2 separate regions of the Oryctolagus cuniculus genome follow, and region 1 is linked to region 2. Evidence: chromatin contacts called from public Micro-C data. All regions are on one chromosome and are shown on one strand. The core of a region is the stretch at or near the end of the contact, and the rest is flanking DNA. Distances in the headings are between cores, read along the strand shown.

Region 1 (6,429 bases), core at 3,169-5,668, 55 kb after region 2:
CACTCTCCTTCCACGGACAGTGAGTCGGGCAGGACTGGGTTTCCTGCCTATTGTCTTCCTCCATATCTGAGCACTTGGCACCGAGCCTGGCATGTATGAGGACCTTGGTAAATTGGAGAACTTCAAGTAAGTTAATAGACCGTCTGAGATGCTGGTAGTTGTTTGATTTGGGCTCAGAGGATTTTGTGTTGAGCTACACTGGTTTTGTTTGTTCCAACCCTCAGTTTACATGTGCAGAGGCTCCTCACATTACACCAGGGTACGTCCCAATCAACTCATTGTCAGTTGAAAATATCGTTAAGTCACAAATGCGCCAAATATACTGCTGGCGGAAATAAATGGGCCTGTAAAAAGGTAATAGAACATCCATTCAGGGCAGGGTATGAATGACCTCAGCCTGGTGACTTTCAATGAATGTTGGGAAGTGTTCCAAAGCGGTCAATCCTGCTCAGAATTTATGTGTCACACAGTGAGCATACGCTGGCTTGCCCTGAGAAGCAAGCTTCAGATAAGGTGGGGTGGAGGGGGAGTGAATTTTTCTCTGGTTGCAGATTAGTTTCTTTTAGAATATGATTTGCTGCAAACACCTTCAGAAATAAGGGAAGGCTGCCGTCTCTAAGAGTCTATGGAGGGGCCGGCGCTGTGGCGCAGTAGGTTAAAGCCCTGGCCTAAAGCGCCGGCATCCCATATGGGCGCCGGTTCTAGTCCCGGCTGCTCCTCTTCCAATCCAGCTCTCTGCTGTGGCGTGGGAAAGCAGTAGAAGATGACCCAAGTCCTTGGGCCCCTGCACCCACGCGGGAGATGCAGAGGAAGCTCCTGGCTCCTGGCTTCGGATCTGGCTGTTGCAGACTTCTGGGGAGTGAACCAGCGGATGGAAGATCTCTCTCTTTGTCTCGACCTCTCTCTGTAACTCTGTCTTTCAAATAAATAAATTTAAAAAGAGGCTGTGGAAAAGAAGGCTACTAAATAATTTTAAGACAGACATTTTAGGGACTGGATAAGGGCTGTATGAAGAAAAAACAAAGGATTGCTCAAGGTTTTGCCCCAGATGGCTAACAGCAAACAGACCCTTATGCGCCATCACCCAAGTCACACAGCCTTGGTGGATGAGGTTCATAGCTCTTTCCTACCACTCCTCAGATGGCTTCTGGTGCTTCTTTTGAACGTTTTGAAGGCTTTTTAGGGGCAGTTTGTTCTCAACCCCTAGCCCACCAAACACCATAGCTTGGTCTAGCCTACCTTCACTGTGCTCAGAACACTTAGACTGGCCGTCACTGGGCATTGTGAGAGAGATTTGTGCAACATGCTGTTAACCCAGGAAGAAAATCAAAAATACAAAGTAAGATTTCTATTGAATGAATAATGTTTTTATTGTCATCATAAAGTTGAAAATTTGAACCATGGTAACTCAGGGACTGTCCATTTCTTGCCATCTCCTCTATTTACCTAAATTCTACCCATATAGGAAATTGAGACCATCTTAAGAGGAAAGCACTTCACTGTAAATATTTCTTTGGTTTTCTGTGTATAAGAGAAAAGAGTGGAGTTCTAGCAGGAGATTATCCTGGTTCAGATCCCAGCTCAGCTCAGTTATTTATGAAACATCTGACCCAAGTTACTAATTTATGAAGCCACATTGTTTACATAGGTTCTTCACCCACATGATGACACTAGTCCTCACCTGCATTAAAGACAGAGGGTATGGGCAAGGCCTGACCCAGAGCCTGGCATTAGCAGTTCTCTCTTCATTTAACAAACATTGTTTTGCGTGCCCACAAATGGGATAGGTACTGTTTTAGGCACTAAGCATACGGCAGTAAGTGAGTCAGATACACTTTGTGCTGAGAGGCTCACATTTTGGTGGGGGGAAAGGACAGGGAGAGAGAGAGAGATAGTAAAAGAAAAGCAAGATGAGAGTATGGAGATGAATGGTTGAGAGGTAGAAGTTGTAGCGTTTCAGTTGTGAGGATAAGGGGAGGCAGCACAAATATAAATAGAAAACTAGGACCCATTGCTGTTGGTCATGCTCCTTCAGGGAGAATTCCGGCTCTCCATGCTTACAGGGAGAAGAACCTCATGCCAACTCTGCCCTGCCTAGGTGGGATTCAGGGGGCTCTGCCGTCTCATAAGCAGCTATGCTTGCAGCCAGCTGAAATGTCACTGTCAAGACCTTGGGCTTGGCATCTTTATTCTGTAATAGGTGATATGCCAGCCTGATTAGCCACAGAGATACACTGCTATGGAATAAAATTGCTGCCACTGGGAAAAACAGGTGAAAAAAAATAGCACCCCAGGATTCCCCTACGTCTTGCTCAGTGGAGTTGAGAGAGAGGGTAGCAGTTTGATTTAACCTCTGCCTGGAAAATGAATGTATGGAAAGACAACCAGGATGGAATAACTGGAACCTTAAGGCTACACCAGGAAATCTCAGGGATTACCCAGGTGCCAGGGATCTGGGAAGACTGGATGGCTGATTCGTCTGTGCCCTTGAGACTTCTTGTGTTTGTACACAGGTGGTTTCTGCTTAAGAGAAGGAAAGACTGGGTTGAGCTGCTCCCTGAGAAGGTCAGACTCTAAGTCAATTCGGGAGATTTAACATCCTTTCAAATTCACTTTCTCCTGCGGAGTCAATGGGAGGGGATAAGGAGGAAAGAGACACACTTCCCAAGAAGAACCCAGATGCATTCTGTACCATTAATAAACCCAAACAAAGGGACTCCCCTCCTTTCCCCAGAGTCCCCTCTGCAAACACACAGCTTGCAGCACCAGGAAGTGGATCCCTATTCTGTGAAAGGCACATTTGGCTGCCTGGAGGGGCCGAGAATTATCAACCCATAAACAGAGAATTCAGCCAAATAAATGACTGAGCTGTGAACAGCATCTGCAGAATTAGTGAAGGTGTTGCAGCATTAAGATTTGGGAAGCTCGGGTTTATTCCAAGCATTTGACTCGTCACCAAGCCAGAAGTTCTTACATCAGCAACCCCCAGGAGGTACAGGCCCAAGAATCACCCTCCCCAGGAGACTCTGAACACTAACATGCACCTCGGCATCTCCCTTAGCAAGGAGATCATACTCCTCCCAGGCACTGAAACGCATCCAAAGTAATCCAAAAGCACTGCGAGTCACTACGCTACTGATTCTTTTTGATTCTAAGATTGGGTTGTGGGACACGTGGATCCTCCCAGCCCTGGTCCATTTCCTAGGCTGCCCACTGGGCCCCCGTGACCAGGGGGGTCCCCTCTTGGATTATGGCCAGCTGGATCCTCAACCAAGCTTTTTTTCCTAGTAGGAAAAACTCATCTCCTCAATTTTCAATACTTGATGTCCCTGCCTCTATTCAAAGAGAAATGACCAATAGACATGACTTGGGAAATCTGATGCACAGCATGTGAAGGGACAAGAACACCTTACATCAGACAACAGTGCACCAGCAACTTTACAGACCGATGGCAAGGACAGCCACGCTTCTGTCCAAGGGACCTAGAAACAACAGGATTACCTGGTCTAGAATCAGGGCTTTAATTGGATAAACATCCTAACAATTTAATACATTTTCATGTATATTTATTCACTTGTTTTTTTTTTTTTTCAGAATCCATCTGGATGTACAAATTAGGAAAAAATATATACTCTCAAAGATACATGGGGAATAACTCTGGTAATTTATGGAGATAATCTCTAGAATGATGTAAAACCCTAGGACAAGTGAGGAACCAAGCACCTGAGAAAAGGAGGTGGCGGGGAAGTAAAAGGTTTTTCCCTGTAGATATGCACTGTGTGCCATGTGTTACCTACTCAAAAAGGAGCATTTTTTTTTTAAATATTTACTTGAAGGCAGAGGGACAGAGAAAGGGAGAAACAGATCTCTTCCATCTGCTGTTTCATTCCCAAAATGGCTACAGCAGCTGGAGGTGGGCCAGGTCACAACCAGGAGCCTAGAACCCCATCCAGGTATCCCATGTGGGTGGCAGGGGCCCAAGCACTTGGGCCATTGTCCACTGCTTTCCCAGGTCTATTAGCGGGGAGCTGGATTGGAAATGGAGCAGCTGGGACTCGAACCGGCACTCATATGTGATGCCGGCATCACAGGCGGTGGCTTAACCTGCTCCGGCACACTGCTGGCCTCAAAAATGAATAATTTTAAATTATGCATGAAGGAAAGTCTAACATTTTTCTCTGAAAATCTGCCTTCCACCACGACTTTTCCTCTAAGGTAATACATTCTCTCAAGACCCGAGGACAGTGATGAATTAAACTCTCCTGACAGGACGACAAAGCCTGAAGATCATGGCTGATGGAGGGAACGAAGGCTCCTGGCAGGGGCTGTGGAGCTGACAGACAAGGAGAAGCACGTCTGCCTGAGCCTGGATGGTTCTCCCGCCTGGAGACAGCAAAACACCCAGCACACTTGGCACCAAGCCCTGCTTCTTCTTGGCAGCTCAGCATCCAGTTCTCATTCGCATCCGACTCCCTGCAGGGTCTGTCTTCTCTTGTCTTTCTTTCCTTTTCTTCTTCTGAGTTGTCTGACACAAAATTCAAGAGTGCCACTTTCAATGAGGAACGCGGTGCTGTCAGCGTTCATTTTCGTACCGCACGTTGGCTCCCTGTGTCCAGTTATGACCCCCTGTGAATGCCCCACTGTGAGTGCCAGAGAATCGCAGGATCCCAGGACGCGGCAGGAACGACAGAGGAGGCATTCACAGCACTGTTGGACACATAGAAGGCTCCAGTCCCAAGAGGGAGGTGCGCCTGCAGCTGGCTCTGTGGCAGGACTGGGCTGAGGTTTCCGTGTTAGGTAACCGCCCTACGATGTCTTTTGGAAGGGGAGCCACAAACTGCCACTGATACCCCGAGGCTTGAGCTGCTGCCCGGATTCCGAGGGGCTCATCAGCTGCTGCCTGCCACAGGGCCCTGTTGAGCCTGTGCCATCACCCCGGGCCGGAAGAAAGCACTTGCGGGAAGAGGAAGAGGCTTCATGGTGTTAGCGCAGTGGGTGGGATGTGAGTGCGGTAGGGGTGGTCTACTAGGCAGATAGAGCCTTTTTCTTCCTCCTTCCTTGAATCTGAATTTCAGAAATAACTGATGATGGGATTGGCATTGTAGCTTAGCAGGCAAAGCCACCACCTGTGACGCCAGCATCCTATGTGGGCACCGATTCATGTCCCAGCTGCCCCATTTCCAATCCAGCTCCTTCCTAACTGGGAAGATGGCAGTGGGAGACGGCCCAAGTGTTTGGGTCCCTGCCACCCACATGGGAAACCTGCGAAAAGCTCCAGGCTCCTGGCGTCTGCCTGGCCCAGCGCTGGCCATAGCAGCCATCTGGGGAGTAAACCAGCTGATGGAAGGTCACTCTCTCCGTATCTTCTTCTCCCACTGTAACTCCGACTTTCAAAATAAATTTTACAATCTTAAAAAAAAAAAAAAAATGGAAGTTCCACTAGACTGGGAAACTGGCCACAAAATAAAACATGGTGCAGTGGCCAGAGGTCTGAGGCAGCTGGGGCTGCCCACAAAGTCTACTTCGGGCTGAAGCGGTGAAGGGAAACTCCAGGGAAGAGGAGTTGTGCATTGTTCATTTGTGGAGCAAACCCCAACATCAGCGTGAGCAGGCGGGTCACAGAGGCATCTCCCCAGGCCATCAGACTCACCACCCCGCACTGAACAGCCAGATTAACTGGAACCAGATGGTATCTCTGAAATCTGTGGCCAGCAGCCATGACCGCATGGCTGAACCTGTGGCTCAGATTCCTGTTCAGAAGAAAATGGGCCGTGCAGGCACTGCTGGCTGGGACTGGGTCAGAGGTCACTGATTGCTTGCGGAAGGCAGGGCGTGGGCTGCAGCTGGCTCCCAGGAACGAGGGGCTTTCTCAGAATAAAGTCTCATCATCAGGCATCAAGACAAGTACTGATTCTCTGCAGACTCCGAGTCTGTCTTTTGTGCACATCCCGGCAGACGGCACGTCTTGATGACAATGATCGTGAGTGGAGACTGCTGCGAGCTCTGGCAGGCTGCCTGCACGCTGACCTCACACTCCGCCTCTTTGATTGGTTTGGAGGCTAATCTCACCCCTCCCCAACTCACCGTATTAATCCCTTTTAGCTTCTGGGAGTTTAGCCAAACATTCCTGGAGAAGGCAAGTTCTTTTTCTCAGCCAGGTTGACGTCTGAACGCACAGCGCCCTCTTGTGTCTGCTATACCACAACACCGGCTCACAGCTGGGTAACAACCTTCTGACAGAGCCAGGCATTTTTTTTTTTTTAAGCTTTTCTTTTTTTTTTTCTTTTTTTTTAATTTTTTTTATTTTTTTATTTTTTTTTATCTTTTATTTAATGAATATAAATTTCCAAAGTACGACTCATGGGTTACAATGGCTTTCCCCCCCATACCGTCCCTCCCACCCACAACCCTCCCCTTTCCCACTCCCTC
Region 2 (5,872 bases), core at 479-2,978:
GCACGAACCAGACTATCTCCCAGGTTCCACCTAGTTTATGACTCTATTGCGACTCAGTAATACTACCAACTGGCAACTTCAGTTTCTCTTACTACACAACCTAAAACGAACCTTAGGGACTCTCCTAACCCAGTCTTTTAAAGCTCAGCACGATACACATCCTACGAAACCCAATAGGTACCTAATACCTGCTTCCTGAAGAAGCGATAACCCGGGGAAAACTAGCAATGCCTCTCTGTCCAACTTAAAATTAAAAAAGGCAAATACTCATAGCACACTCCCGGACAAGTCCTGCATTTTCCAACCTGCAAGAAGCCAGTTTCCCACACGCTGCGTATGTTATCTGAGTGTGAATCTCACAATCACCGGTTGAGAATACTGACTAGCTGCATTTACTTAAAATCCAAGACAGCTGGCCTGGAAAAGCACCTTCCCGGTTCCAACATCATCTGCAAACTCACCTGCCAGATGAAACCGCACAGCAAGTACGACCTTTCCCTCAACAAAGCTGAACGAAACAAAGGACAAACACAAACCATCCGAGTAACCCGAGCCGCTCCGCTCTGCGGTCTTTCCCGGTCCCCGCTGGCTGCGCACCGCCGACACGCACGGCCGGACGCCGCACCGCATCCACGCGGCAAGGCCGCTCCTGGGGACCGACTCCCAGCAAAACTTTCCCCCAACTCAGGGCTCCCTAGCGACTGTGAGGCCCAAATCCCACAACCCACCTCCTCGGTGCCTTCGCCCCCTCCCCCGAACCCGGGAATTCATCCCCCCAAACTCTCCCGTGGGGACTCCCATCTCTGCCATCACGACCTTTTAAGCCCCTAAATGCCCGCTTTCTCCCGGCTACCAAGATACTCTCGGAGGGAGGAGGGTTCGAATAAGTAAAGGAAAGCCCAGCACACGCGACCCTGCTCTCCGCCGCCGCGCCCAGCAGGTGCCTGCCTCGCGAGGGCCGCCGCGCCCAGGCCGCTCAGAGACCCGGCGCACAATAGGCCCCGCACGGCCCTCGGCACCCCTCCGGCCGCTCCCCACGGCCCGGCCGGCGTCCCGGAGAGCGGAGGGCCAGGCGCCGGCGGCCGCCGGCTCGGCGAGGACCGCAGATGCCGGCTCCACCCAGGCCGCGCTCAGCGTGGACCCCGGGCCCGCTCAAACCGAAAGCGCATCCCGCCGGCCAGCCCCGCTCCGCCCCCACGCGCCCGCGCCCAACGGCCGCCCCCGGCCCCGCCGGCCGCCCCCAACGGCCGGCGGCGCGCCCGGCGCCCCCTCCCCCGCCCCGCCGCCCCGCCGCCCCGCACTCACAGGCTGCCGGAGCAGGAGGTGCAGACGAAGGAGCCGACCGTCATGTTCACGTAGGTGGGGCCGCGCTGGTCGCAGTCGAAGCACTTTCGGTTGTGCGGGAGGCCGGTCATGTCCCGCAGCATCTTCAGGTGCTTCTCCTCCTGCTTCCGCTTCGCGCTGGCCGCCATGGCCGCGGCGCCGAGGGAGGAGGCCGGCAGGGCCGGGAACCGGGCGGCGCTGCGCCGGGGGCCCGCGGTCCCACGGGCCGCCCTGGCCGCGGCCGCCGCCCTCCGTCAGCGCGCGCCGCCCGTCCGAAGCCCGGCCGCCGCGGCTCTGGCTGGGCTGGGCTCGACGCGGCGCGGACGCTGGCGGCGCGCGCCACACCAACCGGCCGGCCCGGGACCGCAGCCGCCACCGCCACCTTCCCGACTTCTCCTGAGACGGGAAGGCGAGCTGGGGGGGGCGGGGGCAGGCAAGAGGAGGCCCGCCCCGGGCGGCGGGTGGCCAAGTGTCGACCTGCGCCCTCTGCTGGCCGGGAGGAGTCACTGCGGCCGCGCCGAGGCCTGGGTGGTCGGGGCTATTGCAAAGTGTAGGGAAGACCCTGGCGGTGGTGGTCGTGGACGTCGTTGAACACTCGTGCGCGTATGCGTAGTTTCAGTTTCTTGCACCAAAATTAACATTTCACTGGAGAGGAACTTGTTGACGCACCTGCTAAACCTCTCCACCCTCACCCCCCTGCACAAAATTCTGCAAGGGCTCCCACTGTCTTTGGAATAATTCCGAATTCCTCACGGTGCCTTCAGGATCACCCATAGTGCAGCCGGTTCTCCTTCCTTCTCTCCATCTTCCTTTGCTCTGCCCAACACAGCAAGCCCCTTTCTGACTCTTCCCCCCCCCCCAAACCTGGTTCTGCCTATAACAGGGTAACTCAAGCTTGCAGCTGTTAACATTTTGGAGTGGATTATGGGCAGTGCCCTGTGCGTCGGATTATGGGCAGTGTTTCTGGCCTCTGCCCACCAGATGCCAACAGCATCTTCTCCATGGTGGCAACCAAAATTCCCCAGACGTTGCCAGAAGTGGAGGGAGGAGCGAGGAGGTAGAAGTCAACCGCGCTTGAGAAAGGAGCTGCGCAGGGAAGCCCAGATCCACCCTGATGGGGAACCTCCACTCAGTCCTGCTTAAGGTAGAGCGCTCCTGCCCCTAGTCATTCTGCAGCTCGGGTCACACGGCTGACTTAGATCTTCTTCCCAGCTCTTGTTTATCGGAATACTGCATCTCAATTTGCGTTTACTACTTGTTTTCCTGGGCGCTCCCTCTAGGTTGCAAACAGCCAAGCGCCTGTATTCTCTGTGCTACTTCACCCCGTGCCCCTCCCAGATCTGGAGACTTGGGTGCTCCATATGTGTGGAATAAATGCGTGAAGTGACTAACCTTCACAACAGCCCTGGGAGGTAGGCGTTGTTGTTATGTCCATTTTATCAACCCAAAGGACTGAGTGCTCGGGGATTAGGTAAATTTACCCAAGGCTCCAGAGAGGAAAGCGGGGATTCCAATCCAGGCAGGCAGTCTGCAGGCCTCAGATCTCTTTGTCATTCCAAGAATCTGCTGCCAGCAGGATGTTAGAAACCATCCTTGATTCCCCAGTTCCCAAATGGATTCAGGGAGACCCTGAGAGCTGAAATTCCAAAATGATTCTGCTAATGAATCAAATGAATCAAATCCAGATTTCCTAATTGCCAGCGCCAGCCCCCAGATCTCCTGTGAAAGTGACTGGATGAATGTGGACATTAGCACTGTTAATAATGATTAGTTTTTAAAATTGAAATAACAAGGGAAATAGGTTGGCCAATAGACTTCTCTACATTTTTTATTTATTTTCATTTTATTTGAAAGGCAGAGAGAGACACACAGAGAGAGGGAGATTTTCCATCTGCTAGTTCATTGCTCAAAAGTTCAAAACAGTCAGGGCTGGGCCAAGCCAAAGCCACGAACCTGGAACTCAATCCAGGTCTCCCACATGGGTGTACCAAGGACCCGAGTGCTTGAGCCGTCACCTGCTGCTTGCCATGGTGCCATCAACAGGAAGCTGGATGGGAAGTGGGGGAGTCAGGATTCGAACCAGACACATAGGTATGGAATGTGGCATCCCAAGTGGTATCTTAACCACTGTGCTAAGTGCCCACACTGGCCAATGCCTTTTTTAAACACTTCTTTATTGAGGGAAATATCAAACTACCTAAAACCCCTGGTCCACTTTCAACCATTTTTGGCTCATGTCTAGTCATTTTTTTTAAAGATATTTAGTTATTTATTTGAAAGGCAGAGTTACAAAGAAAGAGAGAGAGCTCTTCCATCTAGTGGTTCACTCCCCAAATGGCTACAACAGCCAGGCTGGGCCAGGCTAAAGCTAGGAGCCAAGAGCTTCTTCCAGATCTCCCACATGGATGCAGGGGCTCAAGGGTTTGGGCCATCCTCTGCTGCTTTCCCAGGTACATTATCAGAGAGCTGGATTAGAAGTGGAGCAGCCAAGACTCGAACTGGCACCCGTATGGGATGCTGGCATTGCAGGCCAGGGCTTTAACCTGCTGCGGCACAGTTCCAGCCCCATCTTGCATTATCAGTACCCCATTCTCCCGCCTATTATGTAGCTTACCATTCATCTGTAGTTACGATGATTTCAATTTGAATCACTGAGAAATAAGAACTTTGACAATACCATTAGCACACTTTTAAAAAGTTAATAGTCGAGGCCAGCGCTGTGGCATAGTGTGTACAGCCGCCACCTGCAGTGCTGGCATCCCATATGGGCACCGGTTCAAGTCCCAGCTGCTCCACTTCCGATCAAGCTCTCTGCTGTGGCCTGGGAAAGCAGTGGAAGATGTACCAAGTCCTTGGGTCCCTGCATTTGCGTGGGAGACCTGGAAGAAGCTCCTGGTTCCTGGCTTCCGAACGGCACAGCTCTAGCCATTGAAGCCATGTGGGGAGTAAACCAGCAGATGGAAGATCTATCTCTTACTCCGCCTCTCTGTAAAACTGCCTTTCAGATATAAATAAATAAATAGATAAATCTTTCAAAAAATGTTAAGAGTCATCAAATACCCCATCAACGTTCAAGATTTCTTCAGTTTGCTTGGATCCCCACCTTGCAGTTGGCTAAGAGAGCTCATAAAGTCTCCTTTATTCTGCAGGTTTCCCCTCCGTCTCTTTTTTCCTCCCTTGCAGCACATTCATCTTGGAAATCTAGCCTTTCTTCCTGCAGAGTTTCTCGCAGTCTCTTACTTAACATATCTCTCTGTCCTCCCTACTTTTCAAAAATTGGTAGTTGAATTTAATTCACTTGATTCAAAGTCAGTTTTTGGTTTTTTTTTTTTTTTTTGAAGGGAGCAAAATTTTGTTTGCTTTATGTTTTCCCACCAGCAGGCCCAGAATGGGGTGGGTGGGTAACTTTCTACGACATCCGTGGCAGTAATGACTGCAGTCTAGATTCACTCATTCATGAAGGGCTAGAGAATCGTGATACTCCAGTCCATCACGGCTTCAACATTTGTCAGCTGAAGTAGCTCTGTCTTTAAAGACTCATTTATTTGAAAGCAGAGCAAAGGGTATGGAGGTTGTGAGGGGAGAGAGACAGAGATCTTCCATCCACTGGTTCACTCCCCAAATGCTTTCAACAGCAAGGGTTAGGCCAGCCTGAAAGCAGGAGCCCAGAACTCCATCCTGGTCTCCCACATGGGTGGCAGGAACCCAAATGACTTGGGCCGTCATCATCTGCTGCTTCCCCAGACACATTAGCAGGAAGGTCGGAAGCAAAGCAGCCAGGATTTGAACCAGCACTCCACTATGGGATGCCAGCATCCCAAGTAGAGGCTTAATGCACTGTGCCACTACACAGCCCCTGAAATATTTCTATAAAGAAAAACCTGCCTTCATCCGCTATTTGGTACAGTTCATGTCAGAAAGAGAGAATACCTGTTTGTTTCATATCCTTTGTTCACAAATGAACAAAGCAGTATGTCATTTCATGTCACCCTTTAGTGGTGAGCAATATCTTTAAAATACCATTAAAAACTCAAGGATTTAAGTACATTTGATATGTCTCACATGCTCTGTGTTCACATTGTCTCATCACCAGCTGGTAAGAGCATGTTAAGGTTGACTGATTGCAAGTACTTTGATAAGACTCTTGATTTAAGTCGATGCAAGTTCTGCCAGCAAAGTAGTGGGCCAATGCTGGCATCCCATATGGGTGCCAGTTCATGTCCCGGCTGCTCCACTTCCAATCCAGCTCCCTGTGAATGGCCTGGGAAAGCACAGAACATGGCCCAAGTACTTGGGCCTCTGAGCCCATGTGGGAGACCCAGGTGAAGCTCCTGGCTCCTGGCTTCAGCCTGACACAGCCCTTCCTATTGTAATCATCTGGGGAATGAACCAGCAGATGGAAGATCTCTCTGTGTGTCTCTCCTCCCACTCTGGAACTCTGACTTTCAAATAAATAAGTATAAAAACAAATGAGAGCCCTGAAATGTCAACACAAGGTATACTTTCCAGCAGTCTCCTTTTTTTTTTGCCACAAATCATTAACATAAAA

What was found. A called contact is a pair of places that touch in the nucleus more often than the background predicts.
Region 1: a contact with region 2 is called in a Micro-C map of ear pinna, with 2.5 times the contacts expected there. The contact joins the enhancer-like site here to the promoter of AGFG1 in region 2. A contact is called at or near these places in 3 of 6 Hi-C or Micro-C datasets (ear pinna, embryonic fibroblasts and an unstated tissue).

Annotation. Positions count from the first base shown.
Region 1 is chr3:11,580,678-11,587,106 of mOryCun1.1, forward strand. No RefSeq gene overlaps it. Among named protein-coding and RNA genes, the nearest start is that of TM4SF20, 29 kb to the right of the region's middle. Within about 2 kb of position 4,419, at least 6 of the 8 cell types and tissues checked have an H3K27ac peak or open chromatin away from gene starts, as enhancers often do. A contact at or near this core is called in ear pinna, where this site is marked.
Region 2 is chr3:11,528,126-11,533,997 of mOryCun1.1, forward strand. AGFG1 (ArfGAP with FG repeats 1) reads right to left here and starts at 1,729. Exons shown (of 16, transcript XR_007920544.2): 1 at 1,306-1,729. It overlaps LOC103348896 (a long non-coding RNA gene), which reads left to right and starts at 1,938. Exons shown (of 5, transcript XR_007920561.2): 1 at 1,938-2,467.